Regions from separate parts of the Sus scrofa genome. Here region 2 is linked to region 1. A link is a contact called in public Hi-C data. All regions are on one chromosome and are shown on one strand. Each heading gives the region's core, a stretch centred on a gene start, on an enhancer-like site or on the middle of the called end of the contact. The rest is flanking DNA. Distances are from core to core; before and after follow the strand shown. Region 1 overlaps LOC100152209 (glutathione S-transferase omega-2). Region 2 holds the start of ITPRIP (inositol 1,4,5-trisphosphate receptor-interacting protein).

Region 1 (6,886 bases), core at 309-2,808:
GTCCCTTGTGAATTCTTTGCTGATTCTTTCAATTTAAAAAGAAATCAGCAAAAAGCTTAGAATCTGCCTACTCTGAAAGCCTCTTTCCCTCTCTGGCCAAGGACTGGCCCAACACTGAGCATCTCTGTGAGAACTTTCCTTCCACCTTATCCTTTCCTACTCTCTCTCAATCATGGCCTCTGCCAGGGCACCAAGCTGACCTGGAGGTGTGATACAACCATGGTAAAAGAGCCTTTCAAAATTCTCTCCTTCCTGTTTCATTCCATGGATAAGGTCTTCAGGCAACTTGACTTAAAATCATTCTTCTGTGTTCTCAGTTTCAACTAAGCCCCTTGCTTAGAGCCAATTAGCTGCTTTTCACAAATTTCAGGATAGTCAGAGGTGAAATAAACTGTCAGTCTTAATGTCCAATGTCTTATCTTTCCTAGGTGTTCTGTCATCAGAAACAGAACAGGAAGCTGTGGCTATACCTCAACCCACTTAGTGGTGGTTCTGTTAACACACAATATCTTTTTTTTCGTTTAGGGTCGCAGGTGCAGCATATGGAAGTTCCCAGGCTAGGGGTAAATAGGAGCTACAGCTGTCAGCCTACACCACAGCCACAGCAACAGCAGGATCAGAGCTGTGTCTGCAACCTACACCACAGCTCACCGAAATGCCAGATCCTTAACCCATGATCCAGGTCAGGGATCAAACCCACCTCCTGATGGATACTAGTCGGGTTCATTACCCCTGAGCCACAATGGGAACTCCTAAAAACTCTGTTTTGGGTTAATTCGCCCACCTGCCACATCTAATGATATTGGCCATTCTTAAGGCTTAATAGCTTTCTCAGAGCTATTATCCCTGGTATCCTCAAGCAAGGAAAAATAGCTACTTCAAGATGATGACTTTCAGCCCACCCCACCCCCACCCTCGTCCCCCACGTCCCCCACATCCCCCAGGAGGTCACACTAAGGCCAGAGGAGGGAACCAAGGCTCTAGCTTCAAGCCCTCAGGGGTCCTTTAAGTGTGACCACTTCTTCAATTCAGCTTAAGAATTGAGACATTTTAGGAAAAGCCATTTGATGTTCTGGAATAGTAGAAAGCCCTATTTTTAAAACCTTCTGTTCTCCAGCTCACTGAAAAATGACTGCATATTCTTCTCTTGCTCTTAGATGTGACAGGGGATGAGGACCGAGCACGCTAATGAAGAGGAAGGGGCTGCTTGGTAAAACAAAACTTGAAACAGCTGCTCCTCTACGCGGGCCTCTCGGTCTCCCTCAGGCGGACGAAAGGAGGCTGGCTCTAGAGCGCACGTAGAAGGCCTCCTTGTGGCCATTGTTATGAAGTGCACCGGCCGAGATACCCCTCTGAGAGCTTCACCAAGGAAAAAAGAAATTGGCATTTTACGGGGCGCACGATCATAAAGAGAAGCGAATCACAAACGTCCTCAAACCAGGTATCCTAAAAAGCTTCAGTCTACAGTCTTGGACTCTCAGGTGCAGCTTCAATGACTGCACTTCAAAGCTTGACGCGGCCACTTGCCCTGCCTGTGGTCATTTACACCACTGCCCACAAATCCCGAGTCTCTGACCAGAACAGTGTTGTGGCTCTAAGCAGGTGCTGCTGTCCTAGCCTAAGGAGGAGAAAGAGGTTGTTCTTGATGGAAATAGTTCTGAAGAAGCAGAAACCCCCCTTCCCCCAATAAAATACACAAAGCCCCCTACAGGTACATCAGCAATGCAGTCCTTTATCCAGGAGCAGAAGCAAAGTACTCAGCTCCAGGGCAGAAATTTTCTGAGTTCATACAAGATAAGGATTTCAAATGTCAGGTCCCTACCACACTGACATACTCTAGCTGAGGCTGCGCTAACAACAACGAATGGATTCCCTTTAAAACAAACCAAGGGTATAGAACAAAGTTAAAGCACAGATAAAACCACTTCCCTAGAAAGACCCCCGAGAAGTAGGATCCAAGGGGATCACGCCCCTCCCTCTGGTCATCACTTTCAACTCAGAGTCTGCTGTGAAGATTCAGAACACAACTTGTCAATACTTGTCAAAGGACCACCCTGAAAATTCTATCCTGGAATCCTTTTCATGGGCTTCCTTTGTTAAAATGTACTTGTGAGACAGTAGGGGGGAAAGCTATGGGGCAAGGCTTGACAAGTCAAATACCTTTAAAGCGACGGATGGTGGATGAAAATATAAATGAATATTTATCAAATCTCTGAAGGGGGCAAAGAGGAAGACGATTTTCTTTCTTTCTTTTTTTGGCCTCGCCTGTGGCATGTGGAAGTTCCTAGGCCAGGGATCAAACCCTAGCCACAGCAGTGACCTGAGCCACAGCAGTGACAACCACTAGGCCACCAGAGAACTCCAAGGATTTTGTATAAAAACAGTGGAAGAGGTCACAACAGGAAAGGCTTATAGTACAATATTTTTAATGTTATATTTCTATATGTACCAAAAAAGACAAATCATAAGTTAAAGCAAAAAAATGTGTCTTAAAAACAGGCCAATATCCTTTATATATATAAGGACTAATTTTTTAAAAAAATCAACAAGGAAAATCATTAAGCCCTTAACAAACAAATGGGTAACAGACAATTTTCACAAATACAACACAAAGAGATGGCGTACTTTGGGGAAAATTTTCCACTTCACTAACAATCAAAGAAATACACATTAAATGAACAAAGAGAGACTGTTTCTTTCCAAAACAGGCAAATATCTTCTTTCATGCACTCTCCCAACAGTGAAAAGGAGATGGTACCAGGGGCACATGCACTCATAGCACGTGGGCGGCAAACAGCAAAGACTCGGGGGAGGAGTTCCCCTCGTGGCTCCGCGAAAGAATCTTACTAGCATCCACAAGAATGCAGGTTCAATCCCTGGCTTTGCTCAGTTGGCTAAAGATCCAGCGTTGCCCTGAGCTGTGGTGTAGGTCACAGACCAGGCTCGGATCTGGCATTGCTGTGACTGTGGTGCAGGCCAGAGGCTACAGCTCCTATTCAACCCCTAGCCTGGGAACCTCCATATGCCATGGGAGCGGCCCAAGAAATGGCAAAAAGACAAAAAAAAAAAAAAAAAAAAAAAGGCTTGGGGAAGCAATTTAGCAACATCTAGCTCCTGCCTCTAAAGTGTTCATATGCCTTGATCTGGTAATTCCATTCTTGGAAGTCCAGCCTAGCAACATATTCTAAAATAGTGAAAAGGCTTTTTATGCAAAGAAGTTCCTGGCAGCATCATTCAAAATGATGAATCAATCTAAAGAACCCTAATGAATGTGCTGGCTAAACAACTATGGCATATACATATGGAAATTATGCAGAAGGAAAAGTGATTTTTTTCCCTATCTTTAAATACGACATATGTAATAGAGAAGTGCATTCATATTGCTAAAAATTTTTTTTTTTCAAACACAGAGGCAGTGTAAAAGGCAGAGACTCTCCCTCCCCCATGCCTTCCAGGAACCATTTCCTTTCCCACCCCAGTGCTAACTACCCCCCCACCCCCCAACCCTCCTGCCATAATAGTAGCCACTAGTAGAAGTCTGATGTGTGTCTCCCCAAACATTTTTCTCGGCATTTATTTGCCAAGAGGTAGTTTGCTGAATGCCTGGAATTAAAAACTTAATGTGTCCTGTGACCACCAAAAGCTCAAGCCTCAGTTACTGGACGGGTTCTCTCGCCCTCGTGTTATTCCAGAGTTATCCATGCTACCCTTCTCTCACTCTCCTTTACTGACTGTTGATGATAACTTGTAGGGGTCAGGCAGTGCCCAGGATGTAGAATTCATGAGGGCAGGAAGACTGAGTTAGAGCAAAAATCCAAAGCATTAAAGATAACTGCCCAAATCCTGTCTTTCACTGCACTTGGACTTGATTAGATTACTTCCGCAATGAAAATATTTAGAATGAAGGCCCTGGACCCCCCAAAAAGAACACTGAAAGGTTCTGCCAAGATTCAAATCCACAAAGACAAAAGGAAGGTGGGCTCGGGTGATATTTTGAAATGAGTCAGTAAGAAACATTAAAAAAAAAATGTAAAGCTTAAAAAAAAAAGTGCTACTGAGATTAATGGTTAATCTCATTAATTGGTGCTGCGATTAATGAGATTAAAGGTTAGGAAATCTGTTTGAAGACGGAAATGCCATTAGAGAAGGGCAGTCCACCAGTTTTATAACTCATGAAAATGTTCAGAACAGGGAGTTCCCATTGTGGCACAGTGGAAATGAATCTGACTAGTATCCATGAGGATGTGGGTTCAATCCCTGGCCTTGCTCAGTGAGTTAAGGATCCAGCATTGCCATGAACTGTGGTGTAGGTCACAGACCAGGCTCGGATCCTGTGTTGCTGTGGCTGTGGCACAGGGTGGCAACTGTAGCTCCAGTTGGACCCCTAGCCTGGGAACTTCCTTATGCTGAGGGTATAGCCCTAAAAAACAGAAACAAACAAACGAAAAAAAAGAAAAAAGAAAGAAAAAGAAAGAAGGAAAAAAGAAAAAAAATGTTCAAAACAGGAAAGCAAGTGAGGAAGCTGCTAGTTTGATAATAAAAGCAGCAGTAAGTAATATATCTCAAAGAATTGTAAAAATAACATAGGAGAATATGGTTATATAACAAGCACAATAAATCTTTAAATTCGATGAAACTGGTTTGTTTGTTTGTTTTTTCCTTTTCTAGGGCCGCTTCCACGGCATATGGAGGTTCCCAGGCTAGGGGTCGAATCAGAGCTGTAGCCACCGAATCAGAGCTGTAGCCACCGGCCTACTCCAAAGCCACAGCACCGCAGGATCTGAGCCGTGTCTTCGATCTACACTACAGCTCATGCAATGTGGGATCCTTAACCCAATGAGCAAGGCCAGGGATTGAACCCGCAACTTCATGGTTCCTACTTGGATTCGTTAACCACTGCGCCAAGACAGGAACTCCTCCCGAAACCGTTTTTTTAATTTTAATAGTTAAACATTGCATTTATTTCAAAAGAAGGAAGTGTCAGCGTTTAAGGCTCAAAAGTTAAATTAAGCCATTTTCTTGAGAATAATATGGTAGAAAATTATACATTGGTATCTTGAGTTGCTTATCACTCAGAAAAACCCATGGATATTTAAGTTATTTTTAATTCACAGAAAATTCCGATGATATAAAACTGAGGTAAAAAGTTGTACATGTCATTTCTATTAATGGAGAGGGAAATCTCTATTAGAATTGTTCTGACGAGTTTCAATTTCACTAGTCTCTCCTAGAGTCAATATACTGGTATTGGTATTGAGAAGAATGAATCACATAATTCAAGCTCAGTGGGCACGTTTCAGATTCTGATATTGCCTACACTGTTGTTATAATTCCTCCTAACATTTTGTGGGACAAAAACCATATTCACATCCGGTAGAACAATGCTGAATACTCAGTGGTCCTTAACTAGTCCTGGTTTAGGTAGCTTTCACTGATGCTATTTATTATATCAGAGAGGAGGAGCGACAAGATTAAATGAGAGAGTTATGCAAAGCCTCTGAAGCATCATGCCTGGCACAAAACTACAGGTTCACTTCCCTTGGAAGAACCCCAACTAAAGAACTGTACCTCCACTGTAATTATATACATTTATTTAGCAATCTGTAATTTTCAAAGATCATCCATCACTCAAATGCAGAGTAGGAGGGAGAGGGGTCAAAATGTGTTTTCAATTATCTTTGAATTCTGAGGGTTTTGTTTCCCAGCTCCTTTCTGTAGCCCAGCATTTAACTGTTAGCAGGTAAGGAGGCATGATAAAAACAGACTTTGAAAATCTCTATGGGCAAGAGCTTTCAAGCTTCTTTTTGAAAGCATAGCCACCCCTCTCCAAATTCGATCTTATTAAGTGTCTTGATAAACACTGTGTTAAAAGTAGGCTGGTCTAGCTGAAGCAGGATCTGGAACCACCCACCAGACCTCCCCTCACTGGGTGGTCCCTCTCAAGAACCCAGATGCTCTGTGAACACACCTTTTAAAACACTCATCCTGTACATGTGGAAACCAAGGCACTAAGAGGTCTCAAATCCTGCCGAAGGTTCTGGAATCTGATAAATCCAAGCCTAGGATCCAAGATTCTTTCTACCTCATCCTCCTTGCCTCCTGGGTATCAAGTCCACAATCTGTGTTCTCAGGACCAAAGGTTGACATTTCTTACACATGACTATTCATCATGTGTAAATACTGCAACCGTATAAATCTAAGATAGGCAGCTGGAACTGTAAATAATTTTAACTGCTTCCACTTAACAAAGGTCAAATGGAAAAATATAAGTAATCAGTCTTCCCTTATGGGGATAAAAATAGCATTCTCTGGCTACCAATAGAATTACAACCCACGTATAAATGGAATGTGTCAGTTTCTGGGACAAAGATGAAGGGGGTCAAAGAACCACCTTTCAGATAATTTTAGAGGTATGAGGTAAGTAGCCCTATTACTGAGAGATTAATGCAAGATCTGGTACCAGAGATTGCTCCTTGTTTACCCATAAACATTTTCCCCTTCTTTCTTAACTATAGAACTCTGATTTTATGCAGGGCATTCCCATCTAAAAGACTAAATTTCCCAGCCTCTCCCTACAGATATTTATGACTCTACAATTAAGTTCTGGCCAATGAGATTTAAGGAGTCATTGAGTAGGGTTTCTAGGAAAGCCCTTTAAAGGGGTAGGGTCTTTTGCCATTTTTTTCCCTTTCTTTTGTCCTTTGTGCAACCTGGAACTTGGATGTGATGGCTGCAGTTTCAGCAGCTATCTTGTTATTTTGAGGATAAAAGCCTTGCACTGAAAAGTGACAGAACTGAAAGAGAGAAAAGGCCTCATTTCCTGGTCTTCATGAAGAAGCCATCAAAAGAGCTTGGAACTGCCCTACCTCTGGGAACCTGCGTATAT
Region 2 (6,148 bases), core at 3,192-5,691, 43 kb before region 1:
CTAATTGACAAATCTAAAAAGGGGGGGGTGAAGGAGGACATTCTTATCTCACACTAACCTTAACATAAAGGTTTTTAGTACTTCCAATCTAGCATTATATTAGCTTTGGGACTGAACTTTACTCTGCTTCTATCATAGTACACAATGTTTATCTATATTAGGATGCTGGATTTTTTTTTTTTTTTTTTTTTTTGGTCTCTTTAGGGCCATGCCTGTGGCATATGGAGGTTCCCAGGCTAGGGGTCTAATTGGAGCTGTAGCTGCTGGCCTACGCCAGAGCCACAGCAGCTTGGGATCTGAGCCGAGTCTGCGACCTACATCACAGCTCATGGCAACACCAGATCCTTAACCCACTGAGCAGGGCCAGGGATCAAACCCACAACCTCATGGTCCCTAGTCGGATTTGTTAACCACTGAGCCACAACAGAAACTCCTGGATTTTTTTCTAATGGCCCTTCAGCATCTATTTGTGATGATCTTTCATATTTTTTTTTTCTTTTTGGTCTATTTGTGGTGCAAGATCCTTCTTGATGTGCTGCTGGGATCCTGAATGTTTTATTCAGCATCTCTAAAGCAGTATTCATAAATGAGATTAGTATGTTACTTTTCTTTATTTTCCCCTTTCTAATGAGTTATTTTTATTGGATTTTTTTACTAATATATTGTTACTGACTAAAAAAAAAAAAAAAAGAATTCCAACCGGTGAGGTTTTTTAATGTAAATGACAACTTTTTATTTCCACATATTGTATTTGTACTTTTTCAAATGTTCCTGTCTTTCATAGTTCTATGTTCTATCATTCTGTCTCTGCAATTATATTATTATATTATCTCAAGTTCTTAAGGGGCTAATTCTCCTGATGTGGTTCATTTCCTAGTTGGGTTTATAATTCCTACTGGGAATTGTTTTCTGTCAGAGATCAGAATAAACAACTATGTTTGGCATTTGCTCTGACAGGACCAAGGGCAGTCATCACTTTGCAACCAGGTTTTATTTATTTATTTTTGCATTTTTTTAATTAATGTATAGTTGATTTACAATGTTGTGCCAATTTATGCTGCACTGCAAAGTGATTTGGTCATACATATATAAACATTCTTCATATATGTGTGTGTGTGTGTGTGTATACACATATATATATAATTAATTTTCCATCATGGTCAGGAGATTGGATATAGTTCTCTGTGTTATACAGTTGGAACTTATTGTATATCCATTCTAAATGTAATAGTTTGCATTTATTAACCCCAAACTCCCTGTATGTCCTACTCCCTCCTCCCTCTCCCTTAGAACCAGCTTATATTTTTTTACTGTTATATTTTGCCTTTTTTTAAAAAAAATTATTATAGTTGATTTACAATGTTCTGTCAATTTCTGCTGTACAGAAAAGTGGCCCAGTTATACATATACACACATATATATTATATACATGTGTATGTTTGTACATACACAAACATTCTCCTTCTCACATTATCCTCCATCACGTTCCATCAAGCTTCTATATTCTTTCTTGACTTTAGGATTTCCTCGCCTAAATTGGGACATCATACCTAAGCATGGCAGAGGGAGGCAGGTTAGTGCTTTCAATTTCTATAGCAGACATTTTTTTTAATTCATCCAGAGCCCCCCGACAAACTACTGTGGCCTGGATGTGTAGGAGATTTTTTCCTCTATCATCTAATTACTAAGAGCCTTTCCAAGGTATCAGCCTTAGGCAGGGCTCTCAGTGGAGATCTTAGCCTTCATGCTAATAGTCATGTGGAATAGCCCTATTTGCCTTTGAGTTCCTTCTTCTTGACTCAGATCCCCCTTTCTTTCAGTCGTTGATTTTTTTCCCAGTATTTCTGTGTTTGAAGCAGAGGTTCCCTGATTTCTTGGCCCCTCATGTTCCCAGAAGTTGAATCTCTGTACTTTCTTGTCTTTTAAAAACACTTTCTACATGAAAAGATGTTCAACATCACTCATCATTAGAGAAATGCAAATCAAAACCCCTAGGAGGTACCACCTTACACCAGCCAGAATGGCCATCATCCACAAGTCTACAAACAATAAGTGCTGGACAGGGTGTGGAGAAAAAAGGAACCCTATTACACTGTTGGTGGGATTGTAAATTGGTGCAACCACTGTGGAAAACAGTATGGAGATTCCTCAGAAAACTAAAAATAGAACTACCATTTGATCCAGCAATCCCACTCCTGGGCATCTATCCAGAGAAAACCATGACTCGAAAAGACACATGTACTCCAATGTTCACTGCAGCACTATTTGCAATAGCCAAGACAGGGAAACAACCTAAATGCCCATAGATAGAGGAGTGGATAAAAAAGATGTGGTATATATACACAATGGAATATTACTCAGCCATTAAAAGGAACAAAATACTGGCATTTTTAGCAACATGGATGGACCTAGAAACTATCATGCTAGGTGAAGTCAGCCATACAATGAGACACCAACATCGAATGCTATCACATGTGGAATCTGAAAAAAGGACAGACTGAACTTCTTTGCAGAACAGATACTGACTCACAGACTTTGAAAAACTTATGGTTTCCAAATGAGACAGGTTGGGGGTGGGGGGATGCACTGGGGGTTCGGGATAGAAATGCCATAAAATTAGGTTGTGATGATCATTGTGCAACTATAAATGTAATAAATTCATTGAGTAATATAGAAATAAATAATAAATAAATAAATAAAAACCCTTTCTAGAATAAGCACAAGGTGCTACGAGAACTATATTTTGGGGTGAGGGGGTTGTCTAACGCCAGGTATGGGAGTTAGTGGAAGGCTTCCTATGGGAGAATTCACCTATTTGTGGACCTTAAGACCAAGCACTCATTAGCCTGGCAAAAAAAAAAAAAAAAAAATGTGTGTGGATTTGGGGTGACAGGTTGGAGGAAGAGGTGGGGTGAAGGTTGCAGGCAGAAGATAGCGCCCACGTGAACCTCCAAAGGGGAAAAAACAAACTCATTATCACATTCTGAGAAGCATACGTTCCAAGAACTGCAAGGAGTTTGGTGTGGAAAAATGGAATGAGATATGTAGTTGGTGAGATAAGTAGAGGCCAGTTCATGAATGGCCCAGGTGCCTGGTTAGGACCCTGGACTTTGCAGAGAATAGAGGGGAGATGAAAGTGACCGTCAGGTCACAGAGAATGAAATAATCAGGTTTAAACAAAAAACAAATGTAATAAATGTTGCTTATATAGATAAGTATACATACCTAGTTAGAAAGTGCTAAAACAACTTTGCACACAGGATGAGGATCCCAGAGGGCATTCAAGCACTAACTTTGGTGTTCCACCACGAAGAACCCTAAATCCTTACTGCAGGGTTAGGCAGTGTAGTGGTGCTCGCTCCAGTAGTCCCCACCTCTCAGGAATTTACCCCACCTGCTTTGGTGGAAAACAGACATTTTACAAATACAGACATTTTAGAAAAACACAGGCCTTTCAAGAATGTCTTCCGGAGTTCCCGTCGTGGCGCAGTGGTTAACGAATCCGACTAGGAACCATGAGGTTTCGGGTTCGAGCCCTGCCCTTGCTCAGTGGGTTAAGGATCCAGCGTTGCGGTGAGCTGTGGTGTGGGTCGCAGACGCAGCTCGGATGCAGCATTGCTGTGGCTCTGGTGTAGGCTGGCAGCTACAGCTCAGATTAGACCCCTAGCCTGGGAACCCAAGCGGGAGCGGCCCAAGAAATGGCAAAAAGAAAAGAAAAAAAAAAAAAAGAACGAATGTTTTCCCCCATCACCCTTTTCCTCGTCCCTCCCCACCAGCCCCTAAAACTCTGCCATAATTGTCCCTGGTGTAAGGAAAGAGCTGTGAGCAGCCGCAAAAGCCAGAAAACTAGACTAACCTGGGCCACTGGCCAGGGGGTCTATTTTTAGAACTTGTTCTCATTGCCTGTTTATCTTTCAGACTCAGCCTAATGTCTTCCAGGCGAATGTTAAAGCTATTTGGCTGGCTTGCAGAGGAGAGGAAGAAGGTGATCTAACACTTAAGAGCAGTGGCAATAGGGATAACCATTCCGACAGTGTGTTCTCATAACGTCCTCCCAGTGTACCCTTCTTGGCCTTCGATTCCTGTAAAGCCACTTACACAGGATTTATTCAAGCCCTTCCCAGCCACTTCTACTGGCTGTGGAATTTGGGCAGGTCACAAAGAGAAGATAATAGGTTATGGATTTCATAATCCATCAAGTATGACCAGAGCGCTGCTGTCCCTCCTGACCTCGGTTCCCTGGTGACTAAAATAGGGGTCTAACATCCTAACTGTAAACAGGCATTGGACACTAAAGCGCCCTCTACAGATAAAAATCACTTGGTCGTGATTCTCCTTTGTGTCTGGTTACTCAGGAAAAGGCGACGGTGCTTTCATTTACCGTAAAATCTGGTGAGTTATTTTAATCCATTCAAGCCGTAAAAGAGAAAAGGGCTAGCGTTTTGTCTCGATTTATATTTCCCTCCAGAGGAGAAACTAGGTGGCCCCTGGAATTCCACAGCATCTAAAATGTGCCGCGGGAAAACGCTCCGAAGGCGTGCAGGGAATTAACCCTTTCCGTTCCGCCGGCCGAGACCGACATTTAAGGGCGTCCTCCCCGGACTTGCTGTCCATTAGCCCCAGTTTACTCTGTAGCCAGATCCCATCTCTCCGGATCACCTTCCAGTTCTGCTGTCCGCTCTAGAGTTTCTGGGATGATCGATGGGCAAACTTCCGCTGCAGACCCGGCGTTCATCCCCTCCCTAACCCTCACGGTCCACCTTAAGGAGACTCCGCAGCCGAAAGTAGAGGCGGGTGTTTTGTTCTTATAAGGAGGAAAAGTTTCTTTGACATCCAGGAAATGAGTAACTCTGAAGTCCTTTAGAGCCCCCGCTGATGGAGGCCAGAAGGCGGGAGCCGGCTGGGGTATCACCGCCCGCGTCCCTCTAATTGCCCTGACGCTCCGCGGCAGCAGCCGCCAGACAGCCGATTCCGGGCCCCCGGGACCCGCGCGTGCAGCGGAGGCTCGCGCGGTCCCTCCCGCGCCAGGGAGCGGACACCAAGACTAAACGTAAGTCCCTGGCCTGAAGCCGAGAGGCTCTGCGTCCTCCCCAAGCATCTCGCGTATAGGAAGGAAGGAAGGGGACCAGGCGGAGGCGCGGTGGCGGATTTAAGAGGGGCGCCAGCTCAGCCTCCCAGGTTGGGGCTGACTTGGGAGACCCTGTTAAGGTGCCCGAGAGAATGTGGGGGTGGGCGGCTGTCCTCCCAGGTTCCCTTTCCGTCCTCGCGCCGCGCGGGGTCCTGCGCCCCAGCCTCTCGGCTTTAACCCCTCTCGAGACGCGGAGACCGTGGGTGCTTCCCTGCAGCCACGCGCCGCCGGCAGCTCCTCCTCCCCGCCGCACAGAACCGCCGCGCCGGAAGCGGGACCACGCTGTTGTTTGTGCGGACTCGCTGGTCCGTTACCTTCGACCGTCTGGGCAGATGCTAGGACAAAAAGGCCGAGTCTCCTTACTCTCTAGCCCGCTCCTTTCCCTCCTTCTTTCCCCTTCTGGAAACAGGGAGAGGGTGTGAAGCCTGCTTTTTCTTGGTTTAAATTAGTGAAGCTGTGCTGGGGCCGGATAAAGCCCTCGCTGCTTCCTCTTTCAGGGCTGTTGATGGAGAAGACCCCACGCTGTTCAGAACTTTCTCTAGGAGCTGCAGCTAGTTTCTGCCACCTGGCCCCTAAACCCATCCCGTCCTTTTCCCATTGTCTCCACTTTCCTGGCTGCCTGGTGGAGGGACTCCGAAGCCCCAGGGCTGGACTTCCCATCCAAAAGGCTTCTTCTCTTTAAAACCATAAATGCTACCTCCCAGGAAAGAAAAATATTTTACTGCACCTCTTGGGCACCACACGTTGCCTTTTGCTCCCCTGCCTAATGTGAGAGCCACCTAACCTCCCCCTCAAAACTGAAAGAGCATCGGGTACTGGTGGATCCTGGACCCTGGTCTTTTGATCCTAAATCAGTTTCAGAATCCTATTTTGTTGCTATTCCTCCCTTGGATTTGACCCAGGGCCCTTCCCTTTTACAAACCTGTTCTACCTAGGAGAGGCTTAAAGCTAATCTGTGCTGGGGTGCAGTCAAGTTAGCCTTGAAAATGGCTAATAGACAGGTAGAGTTGCTGACATTCA

What was found. Hi-C and Micro-C count contacts between places; a contact is called where the count stands out from the background.
Region 2: a contact with region 1 is called in a Hi-C map of retroperitoneal adipose tissue, with 2.7 times the contacts expected there. The contact joins the promoter of ITPRIP here to the enhancer-like site in region 1. A contact is called at or near these places in 2 of 5 promoter capture datasets (fetal liver and liver), 31 of 47 Hi-C or Micro-C datasets (adipocytes, adipose tissue, alveolar macrophages and 17 more) and 2 of 2 datasets of contacts at active chromatin or transcription factors (alveolar macrophages and skeletal muscle).

Annotation. Positions count from the first base shown.
Region 1 is chr14:115,229,228-115,236,113 of Sscrofa11.1, reverse strand. All of the region lies in intron 5 of LOC100152209 (glutathione S-transferase omega-2), which reads right to left. Among named protein-coding and RNA genes, the nearest start is that of GSTO1, 26 kb to the right of the region's middle. Within about 2 kb of position 1,558, at least 16 of the 83 cell types and tissues checked have an H3K27ac peak or open chromatin away from gene starts, as enhancers often do. A contact at or near this core is called in adipose tissue, fetal liver and retroperitoneal adipose tissue, where this site is marked.
Region 2 is chr14:115,275,836-115,281,983 of Sscrofa11.1, reverse strand. It overlaps ITPRIP (inositol 1,4,5-trisphosphate receptor-interacting protein), which reads left to right and starts at 4,441. Exons shown (of 5, transcript XR_002338487.1): 1 at 4,441-5,050.